2 separate regions of the Sus scrofa genome follow, and region 2 is linked to region 1. The links are chromatin contacts, called in public Hi-C maps. All regions are on one chromosome and are shown on one strand. Each heading gives the region's core, a stretch centred on a gene start, on an enhancer-like site or on the middle of the called end of the contact. The rest is flanking DNA. Distances are from core to core; before and after follow the strand shown.

Region 1 (5,848 bases), core at 1,166-3,665:
TATTTCACTGTGGGATTGTACCACAGTTTATTAATCCATTCTACTGTTGACAAACACTTGAGTTATTTCCAGGTTTTTTTGTTTGTTTTGTTCTTTGTTGCTGTTAGGAACAAGGGTGCAATGAATATTGTTTCTTCTGGGATTAGTGCTGGGCCAGCAGGTCTCAACCTCGGCTGCTCACTAGAATCACCTGGGGAGGTTTTGTAAATGCTAATACCAGAGGGCCCCACCCAGACTAATCAAATCAGTAGGACTCTGGGGGTGGGGCCCAGGCTAACGTTCCCTCAGGGAATCTAATCTGCAGGTGGGGGCTGAGAGCCTCTGGGATGCATTTGGCTTGGAAGTAGAATTGCTGGGAAGAGAATCACCTGTTATTAGATGATGCCAAACTTTTCCAAAGTGGCTTGTCCCTATGACACTCTCACCAGCACAGGACAAAAGCCCTCCTGCCTCCACATCCTCAACACTTGCTATTGACCACATTTTAACTTTTTATCTTTCTGATGAGTGTGAAATTGTATCTCACTTCGGTTTTAATTTGCATTTCAGTCATTACTAATGAGGCTGAGCAGTTGTCGAAGTTCACACTGAAACAAAGACTGCAAAGGAGCTAACCAGGTGAAGATCTAGGGGGAAAGAGATTGGGGGGGGGCAGGGATGATGAACAGCAGGTGCCAAGGTCCTGTGGTGGGCCAGGGCTGGGATGTGGAGGAACAGAAAAAGGGGCGGGGAATCATAGTGCAGGGGAAGCGGAGGAGAGTGGCTCCAGACAAGATCAGCAGAGGTCAGATCAGCAGGTGGAGGCCTGTGGAGAAGAGAGCTTTCACTCTGAGGCAGATTGGAACAGGGGAGGGTTTGAGCAGAGGGACACAGCCTTACTCTCTCCCTCTGGAGGCACGTGGAAAATAGGGACTGGAACTAAAGAGATGTAGAAGGGGATATATTCTTCCTAAAGACTGCCTATGCCCTGTCCCCCACCTTACCCTCCCCTCACCAATTAGAACAGGGTAAGGAAGATTGTTTTGTTCACCGCTGTTATGACCCAAACAGACAGTTGTCCCAGCCCTGTTCTAGGTGTGGAGTGGAGAGGCTTACAGGTGTTCATGGTCCTTGCTTCACAGGTGGGAACAAGTTGGGTGGGGCTTGTGGATTTATCTCTGTGCCCCATCTCTCCCTCAGGCCTGGCATAGCTCTCAAAGTTGGTGGGCTCACAGGAACGCTGAGCGCAAGGGTACAGCTGTCCCCACATTGAATCAGTCAGTGCCCTCCCACCCCCTGCCCCAGGTGGAGCCCAGCATTAGGTCCTTCAGACAGTACTGCTGACCCCAGACAAGCAAAGAGACCATGGCAGCCCCTGCCTTCCCTTCTTCTTTTTCCCACCTGCCCAGTCTTTCTCAAACTCTCAACAGGTCCCTCCTCAGCTGAAAATTCTTCCTTGGCTCCCCAGTGCCCTTGGGGCAAAGTCCAAACTCCTCCAGGCCCTGGACGCCCAGCAGACCTGACCCCTCTGCCCTGCACCCCACCCCCATCCCTGGGAGCTGCTCTCAGCGGCTCTGAAATAGTTACTGATTCCTACCTCAGGCCTTTCCCCTCAGTATTTCTTCACTTCCTCTGGGAAGCTGCCCCCGACCCCCTGTCAAGTGACCCGCCTCTTGACTGTCACAGTGCCCTGTGGTCTCCCCCTCCTCCCCCCATCAAAGCACACTTCCCTTTGCATTGGAATTGTCTGTTTACTTCGTCTGTCTCCTCTACCGGACGGGGTGCTACCTTTGGGCAGAGACCCTGAGTGTTTTGTTCAGGGCTGTATCCCCAGCTCCAGGAACAGTGCCTGGCACGTTAGTGGGCACTCCGCAAACATGTGATAATTGAGGGAACGGATGCATTTTTTTCTAGATGATGCCCGTTTGCTTTGCAGAAAAGGCTGTGGCATTGCACACGGCCAGCAGCCACCTGAAGGTGTCCATTGCCTATCTCCCTCCCTCGTCAATCCCACGCTCTTTGCGAGGCACCCTTCGGGCAAAGGAAATTTCCCACCCCTTCCCAAACCCGAGGCGGTGGCGGTTTTTTCGGAAAGTCAGGTGCCCAGACCCACGGCGCGTGGCGCCAGGGGGCGCCAGAGGCGGGCGACTGTGCCACGCTGAGCTGGCGGGCGCACGGGTCCCGAAGGGGGTCCGGCTTAGGCCGGGGTTCCTGGCGCCACGCCTCCGGCAGCCCGCAGCGGAGCGAGGAGAGCAGCGCCCTCAGCCCGGCGTCCCAGTTGCCCCACCCGGCTCCCAGCGCCACGCGGCGCGAGCCCCGCCAGCCCCAGGCGCACCTGCTTGGGGCGTGGTCTCCGGCGAAGGCCCTCCTTGATTGGTTTGGAGGTGACAAAGGGGGCGTGGCAGCGCTCGGCCCCCGCCCACACGCTGGTGGAGTACTTAAGGGAGTTGGAGGCGCGTCTCCACTCACAGCGCAGCTGCACGGCCTTGCGGGTGGAGGGCCTTGCGATCCCTGCGCGACCCCGTGACCCCCCCGCTGCTTCGGCCACCATGCCGCGCTCTTTTCTCGTCAGGAAGCCCGCCTGCTCCCGACGGAGGCCCAACTACAGCGAGCTACACGACTCTTCTCCAGGTGAGTGGATGGGGTGCCAGACCCCCGGGGGGTTGGGGGGAGCACTCGGTGAAGGCTGCTTGGTGCGGGGGCGGCATATGAGGGGAAGGGACTTGGGGTCAAAATCGAGGGCCCAAAGTCGAGGGCCCAAAGTCGAGTCAAAGGATACGGCCTGGAGAAACGTGGAGAGGGATGTGACTAGCCCCGGGCAGGTGGATCTGGGAGATTGGGAGAGGGCTTTTAGAGGGCGGTGGTCTTGGGCTGAGGGGACTTTTTAGGCGCCGAGAGGCGGGGAGCCCCAAGAGCACTGAAATGGGGGGAAGAGGCTTGTGTCTGGATACCCGCCGGCCAGTGTCTGGGAAGAGTCCGGAGTCCAGAGGATTTGGGGGGAGGGGGCAGGAGGAGAGACGTGTATGGAAGGGGGTCTGGGACAAGCGCAGTGCCTCGGCAGCCGAGGCGATTAGGGGCCAGGGTGCTGGGGTCTTTCCTCAGGCTGGGGACTTGGTCAGCTCAGGAGGAAGGAAACCTAGGAATGACCTCCCTGAGCTGGAGGGATCCTTCCTGTAAGATCTGGAAGTTGAGATGGAAGAACGGGTGACCTGGCTGAGGAGTGGGCTCTGCCAGGGCAGAAACCTGTCTTTTACTCATTTAAAAGCAGTAACCCTCTCTTATTCATTTAATAAGCACGGAGTGCCAACCCCACTCAGCCCCTGGCCCACATCAGGCAAATGTTTGCTGACTGACAGACTGACTGACCAACTTAATGCCTAACTTTGCCCTTTTCTCTGTCTCCCCACCAGAGTTCACTTTTCAGCAGCCCTATGACCAGGCCCACCTGCTGGCAGCTATCCCACCTCCTGAGGTCCTCAATCCCACCGCCTCACTGCCCACGCTCATCTGGGACTCTCTCCTGGCACCCCAAGCCCAGCCGATTGGCTGGGCCTCCCTTCTGCCCCAGGAGATCCCCAGGGCTGTCGAGCTGACCTCCCTGTCTGACGAGGACAGTGGGAAAGGCTCCCAGCCCCCCAGCCCACCCTCACCGGCTCCTTCGTCCTTCTCTTCCACCTCAGCCTCCTCCCTGGAGGCCGAGAGTTATGCTGCCTTCCCAGGCTTGGGCCAATTGCCCAAGCAGCTGGCCGGTCTCTCCGTGGCCAAAGACCCCCAGTCTCGCAAGGCCTTCAACTGCAAATACTGCAACAAGGAGTATGTCAGCCTGGGTGCTCTCAAGATGCACATCAGAAGCCACACGCTGCCCTGCGTGTGTGGCACCTGCGGGAAGGCCTTCTCCAGGCCCTGGCTGCTGCAGGGCCACGTCCGGACCCACACCGGTGAGTACCCTGCAGGCTGGCTGCCTTTCTGACCCTCCCATGCCTTCTCTGCCAGCTCTTGCCAGACAGGGTGTGCTGTTTTCTGGTTGTAGAAACTGAGACCCCCAGTCTCCTGACTCACGAGTTCAGGGGCCTGACTCTGAAACCTTTGACGGAAACGTTTCTTCATTCATCAGCCCAGATGGGCTGAGTAGATAACTCAGTTCCTCAGCCAAATGGGTTGGAGCTGGATATGGGAAAGGTGTAACCAACACCTTGCTGTTGGGACCAGGTGTGAAGGGGCCCACCCTGCTCCACCCTCCTCCAGCCCACCCCCACCCCCACCCTAGCCAGACAGGATGTTGTCAAGACTCCCCACTAGGCTCTGAATCCTGATTGGGGATCTTCCCCAAACCTTGGGCTGAGGTTCCTCCTCTCTGAGCCTCAGCACCCTCCACCGTAAAAGCATAAGAACACCTTGGAGGGGTTTCGTGCCAGTTAAACGAAAGAAAGCATACAGACAGCACCTGGGACAGGGCTTGGTACCTGATCAGCACCCACAAAAGTGGTTGTTGGTATTTTTTCTGCTTCCATGCTGTGTGCCTTTGAGCAAGTGATTTCACCTCTCTGAGCCTCTCTGATAACCTTATCTATAGGCTGGATTATGATAGTGTTTTGAGGGGGGCCATCTAGATTCACTGGCTCCTCAATCACTTTATAGTAATTTATTATCATGTTGGCTCTCAGATCTTCTCTTCCCTCCCTCCCTCGCACTGTGGTAATAGGTAAACTTAATTCTGTCATACAGACCCAGGAAAACCTTTGCTAGCTGAAAACAGTTATATCTTAGTGTTTAAAAAACGCTACACTGATTGTGCCGAAAATTGTGAAATGGAGCCTGTTCTCTCCTTTAACTTTCTGGAAATGCAGAAAAAGTAGCCACTGCACCTTTTCAGAATGTGACTCGTGGAGGCCACCCTGCTCCCGGCTGCTCTTTGGAGAGTGACTGTTGAGGGAGAAGAGGGTTCAAGGGTCATGACTGTTTGGGGGTCAGGCCGGCCGTGTTGGAGACTCAGTTCTGGCATTTCCTGGCCCGGTGGCTGACCTCTGAGCCAGTGGGGGTCAGCGGGGGGTGGTTCGTGAAGCCTGGCATTTTGCAGGCACTATTTGGTGTCATCTTACTCCTACCAGGGGGCCCAGGCATCCCCGTAGCTTGCAGACCCTGGCTCCCCACATCTTACTCGGTGAACAGATAGCCCTGATTTTAACATGTAAAAGTCCAACTGCCTGGCCTCTGCCCTGGGTGCCAGCCTAGCTGATGGGGTCTCTACTGGGGTGTGGGGGGGAGTCGGTGCTCCCCTGGGCCCCCCAACTTCTTTCCCTTCCCATTCGGACATTATTTTAATGTAAAGGCATGGCTCAGACACAAAAAGCCTGTTGAAATGCACCATTGCCATCCTCATCGACTCCCATTGTGTGCCTTAATGGTGGGCCCGGGGGGCGGGAGCTGGGGGGTGGAGCAGGTGCACGGGGCAGCGGTGCCCAGCACCTGTTCCCAGCCACAGCTGCTGGCCCACAGTGTGTCAGGCCCCTTTAATCCAGGGAGTATCACATGTACAGTGCCCCCCTCGGCGGCCTTTGTCCCCGCCGGCCTGGTGCCGATTTCACACTCTGCCAGGAGCACCATAAAGGGCTGGGGGTGGGGGGTGGAGGTCTGCTGCCTCCTGCTCTCGCACTCAGACCTCCACCCCTCATACATCCCTTCAGGCCTGCCCCTTTGTTCAGGTTCGGGATTGATCTTATGAAGCCTAAAGATAGGTGCTCAGGGCTCCCTCCACCTGTGCCCAGGCCATCAGCCCTGGGAGAGAGGTGCCGGCATAGTTCCCATCTTACAGGTGAGGAAACTGAGGCCCAGAGGAGGAAGTCCCTTACCCAAGTCAGAGCTCCTTGGC
Region 2 (5,848 bases), core at 2,243-4,742, 410 kb after region 1:
CAACACTGGTGGGGGATGTTGATATTTGGAGAGGCTGAGCATGGTATAAGGTGGGGGATGGAGGGAGCGTAGGGGAATTCTCTATACTTTCCACTCAGTTTTGCTGCGAACCTCTGAAAAAACAGTCTGCTAAAAATCCAGAAGGTCTGCCTACACTGCTCCCACGTTTTTCATGGGGCCACAATGGGCTGCAGCAGAGCCCTAGGGACCCCCTCAGGTTGAGCGTGTGTGTCCAAGTCTGCTAGGTCTGTCTTGCTCCAGGTACCACCTGCCCAGTCCCTGTGGGTGACTCAGGCACCAAGAGGATTCTTCAGAAGTTCTCCATGAGAAAGGGAACTGGGTGAAAGTGTGACCTGCTGGAGCCGGCCAATGAGGGGAGGGAAGAGGCCAGCGACGCCTCCGTTTATCAGACGCTGCTCACCGTCTCCCTGGGCTGGAGCCTCCTGTGCATTTTCCACGGGGCAGAGTGAGCCATTCTTGATTCACCTGCCATCTGCCCAGGCCTGCAGTGGGCGGAGGCCCCACTGCAGGACATGGCTGCATGAAGCAGCCTCGATCTACCTGCACTGAAGCAGGCAGAGTCTAGGTTTTGAAGTTGGAAATGATGCCAGCCTGGGAGAATAGAATGGAAATGGGCAGGACTTAGAAAATCAGAAGCTGCGTTACTCCTTCTAGGAAATTATCCCCAAGATCGCACCCTTCCTGATAAAGCAAATGGATTTTCTTCTTGTGGTTTACTTTGTACGATCACTGTTTCATTTAATGAACGTTTATCAAGTACCAAGCACATGCAAAGGAAGCCTTGGAATAGAGGTAGCAGGACAGTTGAGGGAGGTATTCAGTTGCCAACTGTTGTTTTTTCCTTCCCACTGTTCATCCCCTCATCTTCTGGGGAACCACTCCTTCCCCAGTGTCATTCCATGTGGCTCAGGAGGAAGTGGGCCGTCACCCCAACATGAGTAGTAGGTGGATCAGTGCAAAGCAATGAGTGTGTTCCATCCTCCAGCCCCAAGGATTGGTTCTGGGATGGGCATGTGACCCAAGTCAGGCCAACCTGAGTTAATCTCAGACTTATGCTGGGATTATGTAGAAAAGTCAGCTTCTATACACTTGGCATGCTGACCTGGCAGAATGCAAGCCTGAGATGCTGGGGACTCTTTGTCACCACATCCTGACACAGAAGAAAACAGAACTGAGAATTGGAAAGAGAGGGTTCTTAACAGATGCACATCTGGATACAGCCATTCCTGAAACTGAACCCATCTCAAGACATGTACAGAAACCAATACATTCTCACACACACACACACACACACACACACACACACACACACACACACACTTTTTTTTCTTAAGCCATTATGAAGTGGGTTTATTTCTGTCATTTTCAACCTGGAGTATACAAGTGGGTAAATAGCTATTTCCAGACTGGAAGACAAATGGCTGTGGCAAAAGCAGACCATAAGAAATCCCTGCCTGGAGTTCTCAGCATGGCGCAGTGGTTAACGAATCTGAATAGGCACCAAGAAACCCCTGTCAAGTGCTCTGAAAGGTGAAAGGAGAGAAAAGCAGTACTAGTTTCAGGGAAGAGGTAACTTTTTGTTTTCACTCCCCAAATATTCATTATCCATTCAGAATTTTGATATTCCAATAACAATGACCACTTGCTGAAGGATTACCAAGTATTAGGCCCTATGCTGAGCCTTTTCCCAGCTTACTTGTCTTCACAACAGCACCATGAAGTAAGTACTATTGTCCTTACTTTACAGAGAAAGAAACTGAGGCTCAGAGACATGAAGTGACTTGCTTAAGGCCACACAGCAATTAGATGATGGAATGCTGACTCCAAACCCAAGGTCTTCACCCCTCTGCTGCACTGCTTCATTCCCACATCCACCAGCATCCTCAAGTTTTGCCCCCAAATGTGTTATCAAGAGGTGGTAAGCAGCTAGTTGAGGACAAGCATAAAGTGTGGACAGGGAGACCTACCACCAGAGCCCCTTCCAGGAAGGCCTTGCTGCTGGCCATGGAGAGAGTGGTCAGCAGACAGCTTCCAGCTCCTTTAGGGGTGGCCCCCTCTGCAGAGAGCCACTGCGCCTCATGCCCTTCCGAGGGGAGAGTGAGCTTGGGGCGCTTGAGAGGAGAAGGGCATCTTGTGGGAACCAAAGGGTAGCAGGGAGTGAGGCCAGAGTGGGTAGAGAGGTGGTTCACACAGGCCCTGAGAAACTGCACAGAACCTGCTAGGGGATTAGCAGGACAAAAACACAGCGTCCTTGTTCGAAATTATCAAGGATTTCAAAACGGCCACAGCAGAACTTGAAACTAAGCATGGGATCCTTTGGAGCGCAGGGTGCTGTGTGACAACACAGGGTGCTCACCCATTAAAGCCGGCCCTGGAGCCAGAGTTAGGAGTTGAATTGTATTTTCTGTCTTGTTGAGACATGAAGTCTCGGACACTTGAAGTGACTTTCCCACAGCCCCACAGGGAGACAGTGTTGGAGGCAGGATTCGAATTCAGGTCTTTCTCTCACAACTTGCACCGGAGCTGGGAGGGCCACAGGTGGACAAGAATAGCTCTGGACACCCAAGGTCTCAGGGGCCAGGATTAGGAGTTTGCAGCCCTGAGACCCTGGGGCTGGCAAACCCAATACCTATTCCCTTCTTCCTCTCACCTTTCCCATCGGTGAGCAGATCCTCACTTTCCCGGCATCCCTTGCACCTGGGTCAGGCATAGAATCTGTCTTGTGATCAGCTCTGCCAAAAGAGATATGAGAGGAGTTCTGGGGATTCGAATAAGGAAAGCTTTCACTTTGGGATAAAAGGGAAAGAAGTGGAGGTTGCTGCCCTTCTTCCCATCATTACAAGGACTAAGCATCCATCCTGAAACCATGACGGAGAGCCAAGAGAATTGCAGAGATGCTCGCAAGAGCCCTGATTTTCCTGAGCCACTAAATCAAGACCAGCAACTGCCTCCCTCTGAACTTTTTATTATGGGGGGTGGGAAATAAACCCTTCCTTGTTTGAGCCACACTCACTTGGATTTCCAGCTACTTGTAGCCAAATGCATTTCTATCTATCATCGTCACTTCCTCCAGATCATAGTTTGCTCTGGAGCCCCACTGGACATTCAGAGATACAGAGATCGGGAATGGAGAGGAAACTTCTCTGGATCACACAGTGGAGTCACGAGTTTACTGACTCACCATCCAGTGCTCCTTCTGCTCATGCTATACCTCCTGGTCTATTTCCTTTCATTCAGGCTGCTATAGACATAGCCAACAGCTGCTCTGTAAAGTTAAACATAAGGCAGTGATGACCTTGCCCCTGTATCGTTCCAGTCTCTTACGTAAATAGCCCCCAGGCCACTGCCTCCAAGCCTTTGGACTCAGGTCAGCTTCCCACATCCTTTAAAAAGATGAGATGACCAACTGTAGTGTCTATGCTCCTGGAAAGTGTGAGTCACGAACCATGAAGCAGAAAGTTCACAGCCAGGAGTCTGCCTATCACACTCGTAGTCTCGTCCCCCAGGCTTCCACTAAGTTTGTTCAAATGAAGCACTGACTCATCTGCAGCTTGTGGTCAGCTCTGACACTCAGATCTTCTCCTGCTCTTCTTGTGCCAGGCTGGTAGCCCTTAGTTAGGTGCTGTCAACCTCCTGTCTCTGTGCATTTGCTTCCACCACCCCCTGTTTTTTAAAGGATTACATGAACCCTAAAGAAATAATACTACTTTCATATTCTAAGTGCTTGAAATGAATTTTAATTTTTTTCTCAAAAATCATTGTCTGAGATAAGTAGTAAGGCTTAGAAAAGTTAAGTCACTTTCCCAGGATAGCAGAGCTAGGAGTATTTGGTGAAGCTGGAATATGGCCATGAGCCTCTTTGGTCCTGGAATCCAGCTCTAATGGACAAAGCCAATTGGATCCATTAGGATCGTTTCAGAGGCTCCACAATAGTAGTTTAGACTATAATAACATTTATTGTTTTTTAAAAGACTTCTGGAGATTGGAGACCCTAGGATGTATTTGGCATCTGAAGGTTGTTGTAAAGGACTGACACTCCTGGCCTTCAGCAGCAAGTCAGCACCTTGTCCTTAGGCTGATCACCTAATGTCACAAGACGGCTGCCACAGCTCACTCATCACCTCTTCTCACAGCTAAGTCCGCAGTCCAAAAGGAAGAAAAAAGGCAAATAGGCCTCTCTTCATATGCTTTTTTCTTATCAGAGAGGAAATCCTTTCCCAGAAGCCTCCAGCAGAGTTTCCCCCTTGGCCATAGACCACCCCTAGACCAATCACAGGACCAGGAGGATAGAATGGCCATAGTTGCTTTAACCAAATGTAGTTTATTTCCCAGAGCCAGGCACCTGGCTAGCAGAACAAAGTCAGGGTTCTGCCAGAAGGGGGGAATGGCAGTTGGCATGGCAACTGCCAGTGTCTGACGACCCAGCATTTTTAAATGGTTAGCACAGGCATCACTGTTGATTTACAAGGTTATTCTAAGTGGTACATGGATAAAGTTGGGCTTTTGTCTTTTTTTTTTGGTCTTTTCTAGGGCTGCACCCACAGCATATAGAGGTTCCCAGGATAGGGGTCTAATTGGAGCTGTAGCCTCTGGCCTACGCCTGAGCGCCAGCAACTCAGGATCTGAGCCATGTCTGCAACCTACACCACAGCTCATGACAACGCTGGATCCTTAACCCACTGAGCGAGGTCAGGGATTGAATCCGAAACCTCATGGTTCCTAGTCGGATTTGTTAACCACTGCGCCACGACGGGAACTCCTCCAATTTAGTATTCATTACGTATTGACACACATTTGAAAAAATGCATATATTGCTATCTCATCAGAACCATGGATATTACTTCTCCAGGTGAAACAACTGTATTTAAGGTTTTTAAAACAATTATATGAGTTAAAGAAAAATATTAAGTGAATAATAATTCGTTTACTTCAAGATTTGGCAATTGTAAGAGTAGGAAACACTGTTCTATGTTACCCTGCTTGGCATTTTTTTTCCCAGCTTCTAAAAGGCATTCTGCCTTCAACCTCTCTCTTGAGGAAAATAAACATCCACAAAGATTTTTGCATCCTCTGCAAATATGATTCGAATAAAGCCTCAAGCTCAAATATAATCCAGGCTTTCTCAGCCTGGAGGGAGGGACAGGCATCTTGACTCCAATCCTTTCCTGGTATTTCTCCTCTGTCTTAGTGGTTTTACTGGGTCTGCCCCTCCTGTTGTAAGCTGTGGAAAATCCTATTTCTCAAAGAACAAGATATAAGTAATAAACAGAGTGACCACTTGAGATTTCTTGTCCTTGTCAAGAATTTTCAAACTTTCCTGCAGCCTGAACTCTTTCCATTTAAACAGGAACTCGGGGGGTCCAGCCTAAGGACTGGATAAATTATGGCCCAGCGACACAATGAGAGATACTAACACCTTTGTTAAGAGGAATGAGGTAAATCAATACAAATCTTCCTCAACTTACGGTGAGGTTACATTCCAATGAACCCATCACAAGTGGAAAATATTAAGGTGAAAATGTATTTAATACACCTTAACCTATCAAACATCATGGTTTAGTCTCACCTACCTCAAATGTGCTAAATAATGCTTACATTAGCCTAGAATTGGGCAAAATCATCTAACACAAGGCTTATTTTATAGCAGAGTGTTGAGCAGCTCAAGTCATCTGTTGCTACTGTACCAAAGTGAAGAACTGAATGCCCATCTGGGTACAGGGTGGTTCGAGGCATATCGTTGTTCACCCTAGTGATGGTAGGGTGGACTGGGAGCTGCAGCTTGCTGCCCTGCCAGCATCACCAGAGAGGACTGGGCCTGGAAAAAGAT

What was found. Hi-C and Micro-C count contacts between places; a contact is called where the count stands out from the background.
Region 2: a Hi-C map of embryonic fibroblasts shows a contact between it and region 1, with 6 times the contacts expected there. The contact joins the enhancer-like site here to the promoter of SNAI1 in region 1. A contact is called at or near these places in 3 of 5 promoter capture datasets (fetal liver, fetal skeletal muscle and liver), 12 of 47 Hi-C or Micro-C datasets (alveolar macrophages, embryonic fibroblasts, fetal skeletal muscle and 8 more) and 1 of 2 datasets of contacts at active chromatin or transcription factors (alveolar macrophages).

What each region holds. Positions count from the first base shown.
Region 1 is chr17:51,544,031-51,549,878 of Sscrofa11.1, forward strand. It overlaps SNAI1 (zinc finger protein SNAI1), which reads left to right and starts at 2,416. Exons shown (of 3, transcript XM_021077961.1): 1 at 2,416-2,610; 2 at 3,390-3,917. The coding sequence starts at 2,529.
Region 2 is chr17:51,957,594-51,963,441 of Sscrofa11.1, forward strand. No RefSeq gene overlaps it. Among named protein-coding and RNA genes, the nearest start is that of PTPN1, 57 kb to the right of the region's middle. Within about 2 kb of position 3,493, at least 21 of the 83 cell types and tissues checked have an H3K27ac peak or open chromatin away from gene starts, as enhancers often do. A contact at or near this core is called in alveolar macrophages, embryonic fibroblasts, fetal liver and 2 more, where this site is marked.